2 separate regions of the Mus musculus genome follow, and region 2 is linked to region 1. Evidence: chromatin contacts called from public targeted proximity ligation data. All regions are on one chromosome and are shown on one strand. The core of a region is the stretch at or near the end of the contact, and the rest is flanking DNA. Distances in the headings are between cores, read along the strand shown.

What was found.
Region 2: a contact with region 1 is called in a targeted proximity ligation map of CD8 T cells, with 5 read pairs. A contact is called at or near these places in 1 of 130 datasets of targeted methods (CD8 T cells) and 1 of 9 other capture datasets (adipose tissue).

What each region holds. Positions count from the first base shown.
Region 1 is chr19:10,762,098-10,765,969 of GRCm38.p6, reverse strand. The region is part of intron 1 of A430093F15Rik (RIKEN cDNA A430093F15 gene); the gene reads right to left. Among named protein-coding and RNA genes, the nearest start is that of A430093F15Rik, 23 kb to the right of the region's middle.
Region 2 is chr19:11,119,355-11,123,226 of GRCm38.p6, reverse strand. The region is part of intron 1 of Ms4a20 (membrane-spanning 4-domains, subfamily A, member 20); the gene reads left to right. It also overlaps the pseudogene Gm6501. Among named protein-coding and RNA genes, the nearest start is that of Ms4a20, 9.6 kb to the left of the region's middle.

The DNA of each region.
Region 1 (3,872 bases), core at 805-3,304:
GCCCTGGCTACACCCCCACAGCCCCCTGGGAAAACACCTAGGCCCGATCCCAGGCTTTCCCACAGCCTCCCTCCAGCCTCCCCGTCTAACAACTCAACTCCAAACACACCTCCTCATCGAAACAAGTGAAGTCACAAAGTTCCCCACCCCCGCCCCAAAGAGCCCCAACTGGCCAAGACACCACCCACCCTAGGCCCGAGTGTGCTCTCCAGCTAACCATATGCTGGCAGCAACATTCAGCCACTCTCACTTAGAATTGCTCAGGCCATGCCTTAGCATCAAGTCTAGCCAGGAGTGGAGCTGCTGCAAAGTACCTGGAAAGGTTTAGAACAAAGGGATCTTCCCACAAAGGGCCTGAGGTTGCTTATCCATCTACATCTCTTGGTCCACCCTGTGGTAACAGTCTGTGATGGACCCTCTGAGCCAAGACACAAAGGAGAGAGTTAGTAATGACAGTGAGATAGTCAGTAGGAGTGAAGACTTCCTTTCGCCATCCCATAATTAGCCTCCAAACGATGACACCATTGCATACACTAGCAAGCGTTGGCTGAAAGGACCCTGATATAGCTGTCTCTTGTGAGACTATGCCGGGGCCTAGCAAACACAGAAGTGGATGCTCACAGTCAGCTATTGGATGGAACACAGGGCCCCCAATGGAGGAGCTAGAGAAAGTATCCAAGGAGCTAAAGGGATCTGCAACCCTGTAGGTGCAACAACATTATGAACTAACCAGTAACCCGGAGCTCTTGACTCTAGCTGCATGTCGGCCATCACTGGAAAGAGAGGCCCATTGGACACGCAAACTTTATATGCCCCAGTACAGGGGAATGCCAGGGCCAAAAAATGGGAATAGGTGGGTAGGGAAGTGGGGGGGGGGGTATGGGGGACTTTTGGGATAGCATTGGAAATGTAATTGAGGAAAATACGTAATAAAAAATATTAAAAAAAAAAAAAAGGAGTGAAGACTTCTTAAGGTAAGCAGAGTAGGTGATGGCTCTCCCAACAGCATACTGTTAGGTTCAGGTTGCCTAGGCTCTCTGAACCCCAGCTTCCTCATATTCAAAGTAAAGATATTTTAAGGATCTACTAAAGTGATCTGGGTGGTCAAGATCACTACCTAATGCTTAACTATATAGCCAGGTACACAGCTCAGATAAGGCAAGAGCTGTGCTGGTGAGCTGTTCTAAGGGCTGATCTTCTCTGGCTCCATGGTCCTTCTGACCTATAAACACACTGTTCCTGCAGGTCTTTCCCCACCATCCCAGAACAGAAGTGGTAAAGTGAGAAATCAGGTCAAGGATTTTATCCAACCTGGCTGTAAGAGGAAGGCCAGGTTAACTCCAATTCATACTAGCCACACCACGCCTGTCTGTCTGTCTGTCTATCTATCTATCTATCTATCTATCTATCTATCTATCTATCTATCTTCCTATCTATCTACCTATCTACCTATCTATCTACCTATCTACCTATCTACCTATTTAGTGAATGGACATTAGGGAACAGCTTGGGGGAGTTAGCTCTCTCTTCTCACTACTGAGTCTTGGGGACCGAACTCAGATCTTCAGATTTAATTGTAAGCACCTTTACTGACTGAGCCATCTTACCAGCCCCATACCATGCACCTCTTAAACAAATGTTGAAGTTGTATAGAATCTGTACTGATGACTAGAATGCAAATTTGGGGCAAGTTTCAGATTCACCCCATTGCCAACCCCCAACTCCCACCAGAACTACTGAATAGCACTAACATTCCGTCAGGATCCCACCCAAAAAAGTCCCAGGTCATAAATATGTCAAGAGTCATGGAAAATGAGAAAATGGAAAAACAGAAAACAAAAGCCATCGCACCCCCACCCCCACTCCCCACCCCCCACCTCCCAATCATTCCCAGAAAAGCTTCACAAGGCTTATGTTCCCACTGTGCAACTTCCGGCAAGCTCCTGTTTGCGCAGCCAGTGAGAAACAGAACTCGTGCGATCTCCCTTTCGTACCCCCACTTGCTTGTTCTCTTATGACGATGGGTGGCTTAGCTGAGTTTCACAGCACCCTCAGAACGTGCCAGTGGGCTGGCTGAGACTCTCAGGGCTCGGTCTATCATCACATCTTGGTTGCGACCACAGAAAGATTCTGTCTTTTTTTTAAATCCTCAGTTCAAAGGTGGGTGATTCGTCAGGGCTGAAAGGTTCCGGATCGCTACTGTATATGACCATAACATCACATAAGCCCCCACGGCTCAGCCTCCGACCTCATCGGGCGCAAAGAAAACTCCCAGGTACTTTACCAGACACTCAGCGCACCATCCTGTTTGAAACATAGTCATTTGGCACTCGAGTTTCTCTGCCCATAGCAACAGAGCTTTGAGCTTCTGGAAGGGAAAAATGCATCCAAGAAGGATGACACACCATGACTCACACCACCAAGAGCTGGGAGGAGGTGGGAACTAGATCGGCATTATTCACACCTGATCTAAAACAAAGGTGGTCAGTGTAGGTCAGTGTCACTTCCTGCCGCTTTGCTTCCACGAGTGAGGCAAGCTACTAGGAGGGATGGCTGTCATACCACGTGGGTACATACTAGCCTAACCTGTCCTGTTACTTTGGTTTGAGTGCTAAAAACCAAATTCATATAGAAATAATAAGGGTGGTGACCAAGATGGTGACTCAATCCATAAAGTGCTAGACACGAAAGCATGAGGATCAGAGTTCAATTCCCTGAGCCCACATTTTATAAAAGACAGCTGTGATGGTTGCACTTGTAACCCTGGAGCTGGGGAAGGGAAGGCAGGTGGATTGATGGCAGCCAGTCTGGCTTAACCGATAAGTTTCTGGTCAAAGAAAGACCCTGGCTAAAAACAAACAAAAAAATGAATGATACCAAAGTAATGAAACAGGAGGTTGTACCCTGGTACAAACACACACAGATAAATATAAATGTATATAATATGAATAATAAAATATAAATAATAAAAACTTTTAAGGAAGTATCATTCTCCCCATCCCCCACCCCCACCCCAGGATCTCGTTATATAAATATCAGACTGTCCTCAAATTTGCTGTGTGACCAGCCTCAAAGTCATGATCCTCCTGCCTCATCCTCCTGAGTGCCAGGATCCTAGGCGCATGCCAAGCTTCCAATGAGCACCTCTCTAACAGTGGTGTCTCTGGGCTCCCTAATTCAACCTAGTGAGCATCTATAGCAAATTAAGTCAATGATCCACACTGAAGCTAAAGATGAGCCAAACACAGATGGAGCCTAGGCTCATGTGTGCAAGCTTCCAAGCCTCCACACTGCCTGGCGTTGCACAGGCCAGGGTTCACAGACAGGTTTCGATTCACACGCCAGATGAGATGATATTAACCACAGATGGTGGAGAGTTCAGATACAAGTCTGAGCATATCTGAACCCTGCAGACATAAGCATAGCAATTAATTAGTGCTGACTGTCCGGAGCACACGACTGGGGTCATCCTAAGTGTGTTATGTCATTTTGTCACTGGTGGGGACAACCTAAACAATCTCCCCCACCCCCTGCCACCCCAAACTAAATATCTGGAGGCAGGAGATCAGCTGTCCCTAGGCTGAGCCATTCTGCACACCAAGAATCTGGCTCACCTTTCTGTAGATGCCTCCGTCCATCTCACCCCGTTTTCTATTGAAAGCACCCCGTCACCATCTATGCTTCCACCCAGGAAACTGCAACCAGGAAACAGAGAGAAAAATCAAGATCCCGCTTGTCTTGATGGATTCATTTCGATACAACTTCACTCAAGAGCTAGCCGCTTCCTGATTTCACATGTTACCATCAAAGACAGGGGCCAGGGCAGAGGGGTGTGTGTGTGTGTAGGGGGAGGGGGCTCCTCTGCAGCAAGC
Region 2 (3,872 bases), core at 792-3,291, 360 kb before region 1:
ATCTCAGGGTTGTTTTGATTTGCATTTCCCTGATGATTAAGGATGTTGAACATTTTTTCAGGTGCTTCTCTGCCATTCGGTATTCCTCAGGTGAGAATTCTTTGTTCAGTTCTGAGCCCCATTTTTTAATGGGGTTATTTGATTTTCTGAAGTCCACCTTCTTGAGTTCTTTATATATGTTGGATATTAGTCCCCTATCTGATTTAGGATAGGTAAAGATCCTTTCCCAATCTGTTGGTGGTCTTTTTGTCTTATTGATGGTGTCTTTTGCCTTGCAGAAACTTTGGAGTTTCATTAGGTCCCATTTGTCAATTCTCGATCTTACAGCACAAGCCATTGCTGTTCTGTTCAGGAATTTTTCCCCTGTGCCCATATCTTCAAGGCTTTTCCCCACTTTCTCCTCTATAAGTTTCAGTGTCTCTGGTTTTATGTGAAGTTCCTTGATCCACTTAGATTTGACCTTAGTACAAGGAGATAAGTATGGATCGATTCGCATTCTTCTACATGATAACAACCAGTTGTGCCAGCACCAATTGTTGAAAATGCTGTCTTTCTTCCACTGGATGGTTTTAGCTCCCTTGTCGAAGATCAAGTGACCATAGGTGTGTGGGTTCATTTCTGGGTCTTCAATTCTATTCCATTGGTCTACTTGTCTGTCTCTATACCAGTACCATGCAGTTTTTATCACAATTGCTCTGTAGTAAAGCTTTAGGTCTGGCATGGTGATTCCGCCAGAAGTTCTTTTATCCTTGAGAAGACTTTTTGCTATCCTAGGTTTTTTGTTATTCCAGACAAATTTGCAGCCTACGTCTTGCCTGGGCAGCTGTTTTGTGATCTTCATATTCAAGAAAGCAAAAGCCTCTGTTTTTTTTCTTGTCATCAGGTTGGTGGTATAAAATGACATCTGTGAGACCCTCTGTCACTTTGCTAAATTCCTCAAGAATCTGTTCCTTGGTTTTACTCTTAGGAATCGAGCCCACAAAAAGCCTATTGTTGGCAACTGAGATGCAGACACCAATGTGCTTCCCGGAACGAATTTCATGATTATTATACAGTTTAACAGCCTCTTGTGCTGCTTCTTTTGTACAAAAAGTGACAAACGCATAACCTCTGTTGAGACCAGTGAGCGGATCCATCATTAAACGAAGATCCCATATAGGTCCAGCTTTCTCGAATAATGGAACAAGCTCATCCTCAAACAGATCTCTGGGGATCTTCCCCACAAATATCTCAGTGCCAACAGAAGGCTGCTGACCTGAATAAACGGAATCTGGAGGTGGTCCTCCATACTTCCTCTGACCTGTAGTCACATCAAGTGTGTAGCCTGTTCTTTCCAAAGTGCCTTAATCTTTGCCTCATCTGGTCCTTTACTAGAGTCTGCTACTTTGGTCCCCTGTTTTTCTCTCTGCCTGTAAGTCTTCATGACTCCACATAAAAAGGCACTTTTGTTCTGAACATGAGAGAGATCACTGTCTTTAAACTGTTGAAGCACTGCCAATGCGCCGTCTTCATTGAACTCTTTTAAAGCTTCGATAGCTCTTTCATCTAAATCACTATGTGCAACTAGCCCTGCAACGTAAATTTCATCTAGTTTTTCAGCAACTTTCTGTGGTAAACCAGCATCAAGCAATGTCTGAAAATTTTCTGAATGGATAACTGCTGAAGTAGTATCCATGGGCTCTTCAGTACCATTTCCATTAACATGTTCTGTAGCCATGTTTCCAGAGATCTCCCCGCGGGGCTGGGGCCGAGGAATCCTGTCCGACCGGGTCGGCTGGCGGGGAACGCGTGCTCGCTGCTCCCTGTGTCCGGCGCGAGTGGAGCTGTTGTAAAATGGCGGCCGAAGCTCACGCCGCTGGCAGCAAACCCGATCCAGTTCCACTCGCCTCCGAGCGCGCTCCCGGTGCGCGCGCGCCCCCGCGTGACCCCCCTTCCCTCCCCTCCCTGGCGCGTCCGCTTCTCTCCCTCACTCCCTCAGCTCAGCCCCTGCCCTCCGACAGCACCCCCTTCTCCCCTCGCCACCTCCGCCAGCCGCTAGCCGCCCTGCCCTGTCCTCTCAGCCTTCGTCCTTCCTTCCCTGCACCTCCTCCCCCAGCTTCCCCACTCCCGTCCGCGGCCGCTCACACACGAGTGGCCGCCCTTCTTCCTCTCTGGCTCTCTCTGGCTTCACGCCCTCCCTCGCTAGCTCTCTCTCGGCCCCGTCCCCCTGGAGCATTTTTTTTTATTTTATTTTTTGTTATTGTTCTAAAGGTTTCAGCTGGTCTGTTAAGTTTTTAGTAAAAGATCTCTCCAGTTTTGTTTTGTTTTTTTAATGTAGGCACTTAGTGCTATGAACTTTCCTCTTAACACCACTTTCATTGTGTCCCATAAGTTTGAGAAATTTGTGTATTCATTTTCATTGAACTCTAGACAGTCTTAACTCTTTTCTTTATTTCTGTCTTGACACATTTTTCATTCAGAGTTGTTCAGTTTCCATGAATTAGTAAGCTTCTGCTGTTTCTGTTGTTGTTGATGATGATAACCTGCTTTAATCCACGGTGGTCAGAAAGGATGAAGGATGTTATTTCTATTTTCTTGTATTTGTTGAGATTTGCTTCATGTCTAAGTATAAGCACCTCATGGTACCTTCTCCAAATTTGGCCATATAATTGGTCACAAAACAGGCCTCAACAGATACAAAAATATTGAAATTGTCCCATGCATCCTATCAGATCACCATGGACTAAGGCTGATCTTCAATAACAACATAAATAATAGAAAGCCAACATTCATGTAGAAAATGAACAACACTCTACTCAATGATACCTTGGTCAAGGAAGGAATAAAGAAAGAAATTAAAGACTTTTTAGAGTTTAATGAAAATGAAGCCACAACGTACCCAAACTTATGGAACACAATGAAAGCCCTCTCTGGTTCTTAAGAGAGTGTTGGTTACCTGGTAGGAAGTGCTTCTGAGATCCTGTCAGGTGGAGGTTACAGGTACAATGTGTTTATAGGTATTGGTATATGACACTTAGGGATAGATTTGGGCTAGGAATGCTAAAGGAGTCAACAAGAGAGAAGAAAGCAGAGTGTGCCACAAGAATCTGCTTAGTCCCATGGGAATATGGCAGAGAGGGGGTCAGGTTCACAACAGGTGGTCTGCTACAGAGCTGGAGATGAGATTGGGGGATTGGATTTGGAGATGAGGATGAAGAATAAAGATCTGAAGCTTGGCTACCTGCTTCCCTGGAATGGCTAATGGGTCCTCCAGAAGTGCCTGTGGAAGTTGGCTGCTGAGACAAAGGGATGGGGCAGTGATGGAGGTTGTAGAAGAAGACCTACATGATCTTCTGGATACGGGAGCAGAAAGGAAGAGAGGGCACAGCACATGTTCTGCTGCAGAGACTTGGGGAGTAGCTTTGGAGGAGAGAAAGGAAAGTGAAGATCTGGAGATTTGTCATCTACCTGCTTCCCTGGACCGGTAGTGGGTTTGCTATTATTGTATTGTTTAAAGAACCCCTATTTTTTAAGTGTTAATCTTGTTTTCCACATTCTCCTGACAATGTGTTCCCCCATATGTCATCCTTCCATATGGCTTAGAATGTTAGTGCCAGCGTGTTAGTCAATGTTGTATTTCAGTATCAGAAAAACAGTCACTTCTTGTCCTACTTGCTGGGGTTTTATGCAATGCTGGTGGTAGACTAGGGACTGTCTCTCTATTTCCTCTTTCTAGTATCCACATTTTAAAAAGAAGAAGAAGAAGTTCACTGTGGGTGTGCAGGTTTGAATGGTTCTCTGTGTCATGCTCTGAGCTCAGCTGTTGGGTATTGTCAGGGGACCTCAGGGAAGCTCTGAAATTCAGACACGGGACTTCAGAGAGCCAGGATCCC